Regions from separate parts of the Sus scrofa genome. Here region 1 is linked to region 2. Evidence: chromatin contacts called from public Hi-C data. All regions are on one chromosome and are shown on one strand. The core of a region is the stretch at or near the end of the contact, and the rest is flanking DNA. Distances in the headings are between cores, read along the strand shown. Region 1 has its middle 16 kb from the start of FAT1. Region 2 has its middle 190 kb from the start of FAT1.

The links. A called contact is a pair of places that touch in the nucleus more often than the background predicts.
Region 1: a contact with region 2 is called in a Hi-C map of omental adipose tissue, with 1.9 times the contacts expected there. The contact joins two enhancer-like sites. A contact is called at or near these places in 9 of 47 Hi-C or Micro-C datasets (alveolar macrophages, embryonic fibroblasts, fibroblasts and 4 more) and 1 of 2 datasets of contacts at active chromatin or transcription factors (skeletal muscle).

The regions. Positions count from the first base shown.
Region 1 is chr17:8,446,604-8,453,460 of Sscrofa11.1, reverse strand. No RefSeq gene overlaps it. Among named protein-coding and RNA genes, the nearest start is that of FAT1, 16 kb to the left of the region's middle. Within about 2 kb of position 3,745, at least 58 of the 83 cell types and tissues checked have an H3K27ac peak or open chromatin away from gene starts, as enhancers often do. A contact at or near this core is called in omental adipose tissue and subcutaneous adipose tissue, where this site is marked.
Region 2 is chr17:8,272,671-8,279,748 of Sscrofa11.1, reverse strand. No RefSeq gene overlaps it. Among named protein-coding and RNA genes, the nearest start is that of FAT1, 190 kb to the left of the region's middle. Within about 2 kb of position 2,483, at least 14 of the 83 cell types and tissues checked have an H3K27ac peak or open chromatin away from gene starts, as enhancers often do. A contact at or near this core is called in omental adipose tissue and subcutaneous adipose tissue, where this site is marked.

The DNA of each region.
Region 1 (6,857 bases), core at 2,496-4,995, 170 kb before region 2:
AAACACATTTTCTAAGTAACTGCAGTAACTGGATGTGTTGGAGCACCACAACTCTAAGAGTAATAAGGATAAACATCACCATTACCTACTTTTAACACGTGCAGATGGATATCTTCTTAAACCACTGAAACCTATTTCTGTATATGAAGCCTTAAGAATCTGCTTTTGTAAAAGATATAAAAATAACTGAAGATCATTTGTCGTTTAAACCTTTTGCGATTTTAATAGTAACTGTAAATATCCAATTAAAAAAAAAAACAACAACAAAACTTCTCTACTAGGCACCAGGGAGTTGCTTAACAAAAGCCACTTAATAAAACCATACTTCAGACACATTAAAAAAAAAAAACTTTAACTGCATAGAAAATATTTATGAGTTTACTCTCCTAATGCATACAATTGGTCCTTGTTTTCAAAGCGCCACAATTCACATCAGTGGGAACAAAAAAAAAAATCTTACAGAGACAACGGAAAGTTAACTTCCTAGAGGAAAGCACTTGGAGTAAGAAAAAGCACTGAAAGAACCAGAATCTCTTTCTTTTTTAAAGACCTTACAAGTTTCTCTTCCAAAAAAGAGACAGAAATAAACTAATAGCCCAGTTGCAAATGTTTAGCCCAAAGATTTACCAACCGCACCTAAGAACATTCAACCAGTTACAAATCAAACCTCAAGGCAGCACTCCTTCAGGGCACAAAACACCTAAGAAAACTTATGACTCCATCGCAAAGATCCTATCCCTTAGCAGTTGGATTCTCTTTACACCACACCTACGCTGTGAATATCTAACAAATCAGAAGAATTAAGCGCAGAGCCAGATCAGTGGAGTGTTTAGCAGACTCCAGTGTTACCCGAAGTAAGCAGAGCGCGCGTGTGAAGTTTCCGAGCTCCTTTCCGAGGCGGAAGTTCTCGCGCTGCAGCAGCAGCTCTGCTTTCCAGCAATGGCTCCGGGGCCAAACCTGGTGCAGCCCCGGCCGCTGCCCGCTCTGCGCTGCAGCTCTGGGGGTGAGTAATTACCATTCCAGTCACGATGCGAATTATCCGCTCCCGCCCCTCCGCCTCCTCCCCAAACCTGCTGGAATCCAGGGCCAGCCCTGAACTTGCCGAGTGGGCCAGCGCCTCCGCACCCCTGCAGTCTGGTGGGGCACTTTCTTTCCATCCCAGTTCCCAGACTGCCCGCGGTGCACTGTCCAGGGCTGGGTAGAAGCAAGGTCTCACGGAGTAAAAAGCCCGCCACCGCGCCGCAGCAAGTTGCCCGTGCCCCAGGCACAGAGGGCTCCTGCTCGGCCAGGTATTGGCACGGAGCGCGCCGCTCAACCCTCGCCCACGGCACTCAAGCCCCAGCTTGGTTTCCCTCAAACTTACAGCAAAGTTGGCCTGAAGCGAAGGCGGCACTCTCCAGGGCGCGCACTCTCGCCTCAGCGCGCCCCCGAGGGGGGTCCCGGCCTGCCGGGGACTTCGTTGGTCCCGCAGGACCGCATGGTCTTGGCGGCCCACCTTCGCTCCCCGCACGCCTCGCTCCAAGGCTGCGTCCTGCAGCCTGCTCCAAAGCCGCGGGGTTGGGCCCCCGCGTCTTACAAGCACGGCGCGGGGATATATCCCTCCGCCCGCGGCCACGCCCGCAAGCGCCGGCTCTCGTTTCTTCCGCGGGGAAACTCGACCTGACTTTCTCCGGCAGCCGGACTCCCAGACCCGGGGACTGGGGCTAGGGCTCCCCCGCCTAAGGTCAGGGATCTCCCTGCAGCTACAGCAGCCAACTCTAAGCGAAGAGACTAGAGTGCGCAGGATAATCTAGCGACACCCCGAGGAACAGTCTGGGCCTCGCTCTAGTGCGGAGTTATGGCCAACACACAGATTTGTGGAGGGAATTAATATAGAATATTCTCTGCTAGGAAGGGAAACATTAGCTTAACAATTTAAAAAAAAAAAAAAGCGCTTCCCACGCCTCTCTCTTTTGATTCTCGGGAACCTTAAGGGAATTGCTACATCTGCATTTGAATGCCTTGGTTGTAGGTCTGCATTAGCTCAGTGGAATAAAATCTTCCAAAAGATCTCAAAAAGAATGCAGTTAGATCGGAATCGACTTCTTCAATCTACGCTAAGATCCCGGGCAAATGAAAAAGCTTTCTCCGCGACCTCTTTTCACAGAGCCAGTTGGACCCCAGAACCTCCCCCGCCCAGGTAACGAACCTCAACGCCGGCCTTCCCAGGCAGACACCCCCGGCTCCCAGGTCTGCGGGACAAAGGACAGCGGTGCCGCCTCGTGCGCTTTCCCACCCGGTAAGTACAGCCTGCAAACTGTGAACTCAGTCTAATGAGAATCTACAAGTTCCTCGCGGAGAAGGGGAAACCCTGGGTGTCCAGACGTCCCACTCGGGGAACTCCCCCCGCCCCCCAAGCCCAAGAGCGAGGTCCGGGCATCCCGGGGCTGTGAGCCCAGCCTCAGCTCAGGCAAAGCTCCAGACGCCGGCTCAGCGCTGCCAGGAGTGCTCCCGGCCGTTGGGAAACAGCCCTCAGAAGAGGGCGGACATGACCTCAGAAAGTTTGTGGAGCTCAAATATGTTAACACTGTGAGGACAAAGAGATATGATTTCCCTGGAACCGGTGGAGGGGGGCTGCAGGGGGAACCACGAGGGCGAGGGAATCTAGGGTTAAAGAGGGAATTGCCTTAGTTCAAAGTTAATGCAGTCTCCTCTTACACCATCTCAAAGAAGGTGAGTGGAAAAAAAAAAGTGTGGGCAGGTTATGGTTAGGAAGGAAAAGTAATGCCTGCAGACTGAGTGTGCTGATTCGTAGCACTATGAGAATGTGGCATATTCCCTGCCAGTTATTTAGAATACGCACAAATTCACCCGTGCAACAAACATCATCATCATCCAAACACCCAGCCACAGCCATAACTGCGCAAAGGGCTCCTAGAGTTACAGGTCAATTTCATACATGGAAAACGTGGAAAAAAGGTGACCTGATCGCTAAGCTCAACTCTTTTGTGCCCCTTGCTGAATTCTAACTCCAAGCAGAACACAATCACCCATGAATGCCAACAGTTTGTTTGGGGGGCGGTGGGGGTGGAGAACAGTAAAAGATAGAACAACATTCTGCAAGATAAAATCACAAGATTTTTTAAATGGGACAAAAGAATTCCTGGAGAAAATTACCGTTCATTAATAAATAACAATGATCACTTGGACTAAAACATCTGTTTGGAAATTCCGATTCACCGGATTCCCTGAGAAACCTAATTGCCTGGAAGAAGTTGCACTTTGTCGCCACAGGAACAGCCGAGAGCCAGAGATGGAGGTTTCAGAGGCCAGTGCAGCCACGTTTTTACTGATCCTTTAGCCCCAACAGAACGAAAAGAGATGCCTTTTTGCTACTATCACATTACCTTCATATGAACGAGAAATGTAGTTCAAGCTCCTCACTTGTCCTCTCAATAGTCGATCCTTCCTAACCCAGTCCCCAGAGGCTCAAGAAAATTAGGAGGATGGGAGTGGGTTCCCAAAAACAGAAAAAGCTTTCTGCCAAGCACCGCCTTTGCATCCAGTCCACCCAAGCTGGTATTTGTATATTAGACATAAAACCGACCTTAGTGGGTGATAACTGAAGCCCAGGGTATTGTTGACCTGCCTCAAGCCCACGTCCCAGAACCGGCAGGTCCAAGTTCGTGGTGGGCTCAGAACCCCACAGGGAGCGCGCGCTTTGCCGGGTATCCGGACTAGAGGGCGCTGCGCCACTGCAGATCACGCGCACCCGATGCATCCTCCCTGGGCACCATTTCTATAATAAGTTACATTCGAAATAATGCACAAACAGCATAGCTTTTCAAGTTCTTTTCAACAGTGCCCTGTAAGTATTTTATGAATTCCAAAACCTATGCATACTGATCTTTCATTCCGAGCCAAGCACAACCGGAGCGGAAAGCCTGTAGGATGCATTCGCTTCCCTGTACTAGCCAAACACCACGTAATTTCATTTACGTTTAAACTTAAATACAAAAAGGCTTGCACTAAGAAAGGAACTCACTCGTCCAGCCGAGTCCTCGTTGCTCCGCGTTGAAGTCCGAGCAGCTCTGTAATCCCTACGCGATTTGGCTGTTTAAGAAAAAAAAAAAAAAAAAAGCCGTGCCAGAAGTACCAACTTTGCTACCCTCGGATCTTCAGCTTGTCCCCAACGAGAGTGCGAAGCGCCCGCGCAGCCCAGGTGGCCCCATCTCTAGAGGCTTCCGTCCTGGGTGAAACTTGAGCACCAAAAGGAGGAGAAATGAGAGTGCGCGAGGGCTAGAGAGAGGGCCGAAGAGAAACCAAGTTTGTCTGGACTAGTCCGGGCAGGGAGCCGCTGAGTTTAGGAGTTGCGGCTGGGAGCTGCGGCGGATCACTGCCTCTTTCCCCACTCACTCCCTCCGGGAGGTGGTGGGGGAGGGGAGGTGACGTCAGCGCCCCGCCTCGCCCCCAGCCCCGCGGCGCGGACCGGATTCTCCAGCCGGGTCCGCCTCCCGGACGGTAGCGGCGGCGAGCTCGGAGGCTGGGCAGGCTCCTCTGCTGCAGCGATGGCTGCGATCCTGGCGGTGAAGCGGCTGCCCGTCTCCACCCTGCCGCGTCTCCCCGGCACAGGGGAGCTCTGGCGTTCCTCGCACTCAGCACCGGAGCGGCCCCGCGCGCGCACCTCGCTGGCTTGCCTTCTCGCTAGCCCGCTCCGGCCGCGTTTCCCACGGCTCGAACTGCAGGTGATGCTCTTTCTCTTCTGCAGCTGAGATTCGTCGCGAAGTGACGCCTCCCGGTTTTTGCAGGGCGGAAGCGTGAAGAGTCTCTGCAGACTGGCCTGGACGACTTGTACTTTGTAGCCCTCCAACTTCAGGATGTGATCTATTTTAAATACTTCTCGTGTTCAATCGCTGTTTGTGATCTTTGCGTTGAAAATTACGGAGCCATATTTTAATGTTCAAATCCTTTCTAAAAGCGTCTACGTTTTTAGCCCGTACTCTGAAGAGTACGGGGATCCGTGGGGTGGGAGGAGAAGTGGAGGAGGAGCCAGTTTCTAACGTTTCTTAGGAGTCATCCACAGCGATAGGGGCCAATAGACAAATCAATGTCTACTCCTCGTAATATAGACTAAGATAAATGTAGATGCTGTTGAAGTTTAATTCGCAAGTAAATGCGTCATTTCTGTGTAAGCATTCAGGCGCCAGGAAAATATCTGCTGTGGAATTTTTTTTTTCCCCCAAAGGAGCTGAAGTGTCGAAATAAAATTTCAACACCGTAAAATTCCCAGGGAGCCATTTCTGAGTTGACTCTGTCCCCAGAAGGCTGGCATTAAAATTCAAAGATCCCTGGAAAAGGAAAGGGGGCTAGGAACAGGTTCTATTAATACCTTCAAAGCCATTGATCTAGATTTAGTGGTCAGTTTAGCTGGCTGTTATCTTTGAAAGGTAAAGAGCAAAACCCTTAGGATACAGGAAACAAGGGAAGGAGTTAAAGCATTAAGAAAAAAGATTAAGTGTTGGAGTATTGCCTGTGCTTATAAGGCCTTGAGGAAGAAGTCATTTAAGAGATCTCTAAATTAGTTTCCTCATCTATGATAAGGAATGACACCTGCTTCACATTGTAAAAATGTATTCGTGTATTTTTTTTCCTTCGAAAATATTTATCGAATGCCATTTATTTGCCAGGGAGATAACAATCACTCACACAGGCAGCACTTTCCCCCAGCATCATCTACAGTGTCTATTAAGCACCTAGGATCAATATTCTTTCTTACCCTCCTTGGTTCTTTGCAGTGTCTCATTCTCCTCATCTATACAATTAGGAAGTTGAAGTTATTACAAATAATTTAAGGTGTATGTTGCTTTGAAAGGGAGAGGAGGGCACCAAGAGGCTAGGAGATGGAGGGTTATGAGTCTTCAGACCTGGGAGCACCCAGAAGGTGCCAAATTCCTGAGGAGGGAGGAAGCAATCAAAGGACAAACTGACTTGAAAGGCCAGACAGTTAGTACAGAGGACTGACCTCCTATGCTTCACTATTTCATCCACACAGGCCACTCCTTTTATGTCAATAGTTGAATTTAGAAATTGACCATGTATTACAAGTTCTTATAAATGATACACATAAGTTGCCCCCAGAAGCTGCCATGCGAGTCAATTTGGTTTGCTATACTCATCTTTCGAGCTATCATTGGTAAATCAAATAACTTCCAATAAAAATATACAAATGAGACCTTATATATAATCATTGATAGTATTAATTGAAATAGCTACCTTTTAAAAATCAAAGTGAGAGGGACAGAAAACTTTGAACAAAGCCTCTAGATCTACACAGTCTAATCCTAAAGGTAGCCATCAGGCACTAGTGGCTAAGTAAATTAAAATTCAATTCCTTGGTCTCACTGGCTACATTTCAGGTACCCAATATCCACTCTTGGCTGGTGGCTGCTCTTGTGTTCAGGACCAATAAAAGAACATTTTTATCATGACAGAGTTCTGTTACAGACTTTGCTATCGTTTTTGGAAGTCTACATCAAACATTGTCATTTCAATGCATCCAACACTGAATCACTTCCAAAGTTTAAAAAAAAAAAAAAAACAGAATCACAAGAATCTAAGAAGGGTTCCCTCTTTTCACAGTTATTTATTAAGTACCAACACTATGCTAAGTAAAATTATAAAAGACTCAAATTGAATGAGTTAGGTGTGTTTGGTGATTTAAAAATATTAACATGGCTTAAGAGAGCCTTTTTTTCATTGTTTTCAGTTATTGCTAAGGACTAAAACCAGGGGGAAAACCAAGGGGAATCACTCAAGTCAAAGCAAGAAATAATTTTAAGACATTTTTAAGAATAGTCCTCACACTAAATAATTGTGAG
Region 2 (7,078 bases), core at 1,234-3,733:
TGCTGTGAGCTGTGGTGTAAGTTGCAGATGCAGCTTAGATCCCATGTTGCTGTGGCTGTGGTATGGGCCCTCAGCTGCAGCTGCAGTTCAAACCCTAGCCTGGGACCTTCAATATGCTACAGGTACAGCCCTAAAAGGCAAAAAATAAAGTATAAATAAAAAAATAAAATAAGGTTGTTGTCCTTCCTTTTGGCCTCTCTCAGAACAAGGCTTACAAGGCCACCATCAGCTTAATCTTCAGCTTCTCTTGCTGAACTATGGACCATTTCTCCAACTTGCCTGTTCTCTTCGTGTGCTGTAACTCTGCACACAGTGCTCCCTTCATTTTTAATGCCGTCACTTCTTATCTATCAGGCAAATTTCTACTCATCCTTCAATGCTCAAGCAACATGTCTTCTGCTTAAAAGCTTTGAATTCTTTTTTGCTGATTTAGGTAGTCCTCCTTTTATGCTTTCATTGCCGCTCACTCATATTCCATTACAGCAGGCATCCTATGGTGTTGGTTATCACTTGTATGTTTATCTCTACACTCCCTTGTGAGCACTGTGAGGTCAGACTACATCTTAGATCTTTGGAAGCCAGCACCTAGTAGAACACCTTGCATATGGTGGAATCAAACAGAAACTGATAGTGCCTTGTATATGGTGGGATGCACTAGACACTGGGTGGAGGGATAAAATGTGTTTCGAGAAATAACAGAAAGGCAAGGTGGGTTGAAAATAATTTTGGTTTTATCAATTCCGCTTTTGCTACAATAGACTCTTGACTCCATATTTCAGTTCTTCTAGTAGTCATATCTAGCAAATTTGAGTGTCTGGAAAGTAGTTTATATGTATGGGTGAGTTTTGTCTTTCTTTACGAAAAACATGCAACAGTGTTCTATGGCCACAGAGTGCATACAGTATTTCCCATATTATACACTGAATATCATTGACTAGATTTCAAAGCAGCTTGACTGAGACAGAGGTTTTCCTTGTTGTTAGTTCAGTGCCCGGCATTGAGGAGACCTTGTATTTGGTGAAAAAGCAAAGTATTTAGTATGAAAGCAAGGGTATACCAGTATCTAGATAATTAAGATGAAAAACTCTAGTGTTCTTTGCAACTACTTGTGTAATTGTGTAGTTCCCTAGAGTGATTCTCCAGTCTTTAGAGTGATTCATTGTATTTAGCATCAACCTTCAAAAGCCATATCAAAGACTCTTCTTTCTGCAACTGTATTGCTAATGGACCTCCGTAATGTCCTCCAAAGTGTAGGCTCCGTGAGAAACTTGTCTACAACCTTCAAAACCCAACTGTGTGTGGCTCTATGAAAACTGAAAGTCACTTAACTTTAAGTGATTGATGTGTACGGCCAAGAGATGGCTCAAAACTCAGCAGGTACTCATACAGAGAAGCACTCTGCATTTTGCCTTTCTTCAGAGCAATTATGTGAATTTTTAAGTGGAAATGTTAAGTCTGGAAGCCAATCCATTGCTGAGTGTAGCTTGAAAAAACTCCACCCTTAGAGATCCATTGAATAAGGGGTTTGACTTAATATCTAGGTCACTCTCCTTGACCACTTCACAACCTTCATGCTTAGCTAATTTAGGCTTCATTTATTTATTTTTTTAAACTACAAGTCATAACCCATTAATTGGTCATGAAATGAATTTAAAAAGGAAATGAGAACACACCGATATGTTTTGCATAGTAAGCATAAATATTGTTCCGTGAAACCTTTGTTTTCTTTTTAAAATTATGCCTGTGTGTGTGTGTTTGTGGTTTGGTGTGATGTGATGGGTATGCTGGGTCTTGATGTAAAATTTATTTCTTCCTCTGGGTTGCAGTAAAAACAGTTTGAAAGCTGCTGTCTTAGAAACTCTAAAGCAACCTGGGGTTTGGATGTTGATCAAGGCATCACCACCACCCTATAATACCAAGCAGCCAAATTGGAACATTGCTTGGCACACACTCATGTATGTCATGTGGCTGTTTACCAGTGCCAACTCTCAATTTTCATAGAAATGGAAGACAGGATCTTTTAGATAATTTACAAATTTTGGATGTCTTACTTTTTTCTTAATTTGAGAAATATCTATTGAATATTATATGTCAAGAACCTACCTGCAAGGGAGACAATAATGTAAAAGTCAACCCCTGAACTTATGGGACTTAAGATCTTTCTAAATAAAATGTCTTATAATTCCGAGTTACAAAATTAATTCTTTTATTTTCCTTTGTTTCAGCTGTTGACCTTCTCTGATAAAAAGTCTAATAAATAGGACTGGTCAAACAGTGAGGAAAAGAAAAAAAATTGAGAAAAAAAATGAGCCTGAAAAACACATAATTAGCTCTATGGTATTCCAGGCAATAAAAGGAGTAATAATGTCATACACATGTTTGATTTCTAACATTGGCAAAACCCAAAACTCTCTAGTTCTTTCTTTGAGTTCAGAATCTCTGAGTGCTGTCCTTGTGGCTCTTGTCATCAGACATCTGGGAAAGGAATGAGAAGGCCCACCCTTTAATTCTGATGCACACTTCAAATTTTTCTCTAGGAGCAAAGCTAAATGGGAAGTTATTTTTCCCTTGCTATTTATATATCCTGGTTTCTAGTTGTTCCATGCTGGATTGTAATACTTCAGGATCACCGAGTAAAATCCCTTCAGCATAATAAGTCATAAATAATCCATGTTTTGTCAACCATTAAAGTAAGGAAAACAACATACTTGCTTTTAAAGAGGAAAAACAAAGGACATGTACCATGGCCTCTAAAAGACTTTCCCATATTTGTTTACATGGAATTTCAAAAGCTGACAATATCTTTCCTTCCTTCCTGCCCCTTGATGTAGTGAAAAGCTTCCCATGTAAGTTTGATCATTCTAGTTTAAAATATTTATATAGTCTCTCATGTACTCAAATAGTTTTCTACACTAGAATTCTACAGTGTAATAGCTTGATAGTTTCGAAACCCCTATTTTCTTTTTTCTCTCAACAATCTTGTCTTAACTATCATATAATTTAAGTTCATGATCCATTCCTCATTCCTGCAGGAAGTCTTCTTTTAAACATGATTATATACTTTAAGAATGGAGCTGCTAATTTTTTACTGAGTTGCATTTTTTTATGGTTGCTCTCTTACTTCCTGGTAGCATATTTTGGATGACACATCCATAGCAACGGTAGTTTTATTTATAAGTAAACTGAAGAAGAAACATGGACTTTGGCTTGCCTGGGTATACAAAACACATCCAAATTGCAATTGTAATTGTGTCCACTGGTGGTGATACCGTCCAGGGTTTATCAAGATTTCCAAAGAAATCTGTTCTGTGGGAGGAAATCTACCAGCCATCACAACACAAAATGAAAAAAGCTGATGTGAAAATTTCTACTCTTTTGAAACACATTTTAAATTTAGTCTTTAAAAATAAGCATAAGTTAGCAATAGAGTTGAACCAGTGAACAACTGTGTCTACTTCCTAATAGTTCAATAAAGATATATAAAGTATTTTTATATTAGACATTGTGGGGACTGCAGAGATGAATAGAGGAGCTGAGTCCTGTGAAGTGGACATATGCTTGTGAGGCAATATGTATTAAATCTGGAATAAGTTACCTTAATGTCAAATGGGCTCAGAGGAATGAGAAGTGCCTACTTCTAGACTGGGGTGTTGCTGGGGAGTATATGACAATGGAGGATGAGTCTCGAAGTATAGATAGGATTTAATCTAACCATTGGGATAAAGGGAATGGAGAGAATTCCAGACTAAGTGAGCAGGTGAATAAATGTTGTATTTTCCATTTTGACTGGAGAGTGTAGAGAGTGTGTCAAAAAGGCAGGATGGGGCTGGAATTGGGGCTGGTCTTGAATGTCATGTTACAGAGTTTCTACTGTATGTTCTGCAGAAAAGAACATTTCATGATGCTTTTGAATAAGAATGTGATCTATTTTTGATTTGTAGTTTTTTTGCTTGTTATTTGTTTTGATTTTGTTTTAAAAACGTTTTACCATTTTGTCTTTTTTTGCTATTTTGACTTTATTTTTTGTTGGAGGATGATAAGCATAAGTAGCTAAGTAAGTAGCTAGTAGGAAGTAGGAATATATTAGAAGAGAGAGAGGCTGGAGGGAGGATGCCCAGTTTAGAGGTGATCATAATAGTCCTCGGGGAGGGAACCTCAATGCTCTGTAAGCAGGAAGGCAAAGCAGGAGCAGAAGTGACCTTGGCAGTCAAATGGACCAGGTGGGTAACTGATAGAGTGGTTGTGGGGGGCAGGTAAGGCAAAGTACAAGTAGAAGAGAGTTCCAAAGATTTTGGCTTTTGTAACACAAAGTCGATAGTAAAATCACAATAGATTAATGGCTTCCTAAAAAAAGAAGACTGTTTTGTGATAATTGTGGGGAAGAGCAAGGGATGTGATTTTATATATATATATATATATACACACACACATATATATATATATATATATACACACACACACATATATATATATATATTAGCCAAGGTGGATAGACACACATGCTCATAGCAGAGGTTTTCAGATTATCATGCATATTCAGGTGATGTGAGGGACTTGTTGAAATGAAGACTGTGAGTCAGTAGGTCTAGGTGGAGTCCAAAATTCTGTTTTTCCCCCTCAGCTCCCAGGAGAAGCCAATTCTGATGGTTCATGTAGCAAAAATCTAGAGGCTGGGAAAGAAGTGAGTTTAGGGAGATTCGGGGGCAATTTTTTTTTTTTTTTTTGTCTTTTTTGCCATTTCTTGGACTGATCCCGTGGCATATAGAGGTTCCCAGGCTAGGGTCGAATCAGAGCTGTAGCCGCCAGCCTAGCCAGAGCCACAGCAAGGCGGATCCGAGCTGCATCTGCAACCTACACCACAGCTCATGGCAATGCCGGATCCTTAACCCACTCAGCAAGGCACGGAACCCATGACCTCATGGTTCCTAGTCAGATTTGTTAACCACTGAGCCACGACGGAACTCCTGGAGGCCATTTTGATTAAAGTCATGGGACCAGAGGCTCTGACGTTACAGAGTGTAGGATAAAAAGAGAAGAGGGAGGGGGACAGAGTCAGCAGATGTTGCCTAAGCAAAAGGGTCAAGTGAGAAAGGGGAACCAGCAAGAAGATATGGAAGGAATACCCAGAGGTGTTTTAAGAAAACAAGGGATACTTATAATCATGTAAGCCAAGGGAAGAACTTGAAAAATAAGGTGGTTACAAGAGTCAAATGTGAAATGGTTACAAAAGAATGAGGAATGAGGTCAGGAGGGGGAATTAACACATTTTAAATAATGTAGTGCTTTCTGTAGAAAGATAAGAGCCTAGAGTATAGGAAGGACTTGAATGGAAGGTAAAGATGAAGCAAAACTGAATCTATGTTGTATTATTTTTAGACAACGAATTGGTGTTTGGAAGTACGCACAGGGACAGTTTCTTGAGACTCTTATTGTTTCAAAAAGGGGCTTTGGAGGGGATCAGAAGACTGCAGAACATCATAAGGCAAGCGAAGAAGCCAATAGAGACGCAAGGCAATGACTTCCAAGGAAAATAGAGAGAGGTTTCAACAGGACAGAAGAAGCAGGCTTTGGTAAAGAAGACGGACAGTAGACTTCCCGTTGTGGCTCAGCGGTTGTGAACCTAACTAGTATTCACGAGGATGCAGGTTCGATCCCTGACCCTTCTTAGTAGGTTAAGGATCCAGCATTGCCATGAGTTGTGGTGTAGGTCACAGATGTGGCTTGTGGTATAGGCCAGCTGCTGCAGCTCCAATTCCATCCCTAGCCTGAACTTCCATATGTTGTGGGTATGGCCCTAAAAAAGCAAAAAAAAAAAAAAAAAAAAGCAAAAAAAAAAAACCAAAACAAACAAACAAAAAAACCCCCAAAAAACCAAAAACAGAGGGACATTTCTTTCTGTTTCAGTTATGCAGTGTTGTGTAACAAACAACCTCAAAACTTAGCCGCATAAAGCAACATCATTTTATTATTTCCCACTTGAAGTGGTTCCTTTCTGCTCTGTGTCGTCTTGGCTGGGCCCACTGAAAGGGCCACATCCAAAATATCAGATTTATTTATCTTACCCCTTAGCCTGTTTGGCTGAAATGCTGAGGGCTCCTTTTCCTCCAGTTCCCCTCTTTCATTTGGCATTTTCAGTTGGATAGTGTGGAGGTTGTTTTTTCACATGGTGGCTCAGGGAAGAGAGAGCTGCAAGGGCTCTTAAGGACTATGACCTGGAACTGAAATTCACCCAGCGTCACTGCCGTCTTATTCTTTAGGTCAAGGCAAAGTGTTCTATAGGTTACAGGGCAGCTGAGAAGCTGAGAGTCAGTGTGGGAGAGGATGACAGAAGGGCATAAAAACAGAAATACTGGATACCCGAGGGCCACTTATAACTTGCCACACTGCTTCTAAGACAAGAGAGAGAGGCTGGTGAAGATACAGCTCATTCTGAAGGGATAAAGGACTTTGATATAGTTCACATTGAATGGCTTCATTCAACATAGACTGAGAGAAGCTCATCTCTCTCTTTTTTTTATTACTCAAATGATTTTATCACATCTGTAGTTGTATAATGATCATAACAATCTGATTTCACCGGAGTTCCATCCCACAGCCAAGCAGATCCCCCCACCCCCAAACTGTCTCCTCTGGAGACCATAAGTTTTTCAATGTCTGTGAGTCAGCATCTGTTCTGCAAAGAAGTTCGTCTGTCCTTTTTTCAGATTCCACATGTCAGTGAAAGCATTTGATGTTGGTGTCTCATTGTATGGCTGACTTCACTTAGCATGATAGTTTCTAGGTCCATCCATGTTGCTAAAAATGCTGGTATTTCGTTCTTTTTGATGGCTGAGTAATATTCCATTGTGTATATGTACCACATCTTCTGGATCCACTCTTCTGTCGATGGACATTTAGGTTGTTTCCATGTCTTGGCTATTGTAAATAGTGCTGCAATGAACATTGGAGTACATGTGTCTTTGCGAGTCATGGTTTTCTCTGGATAGATGCCCAGGAGTGGGGAGAAGCTCATCTCTTAAAGGAGAAGTAGTCATGAAGGGGTTTCTGTGACTTAGAATGTGATTCCTTTCTGCTTATA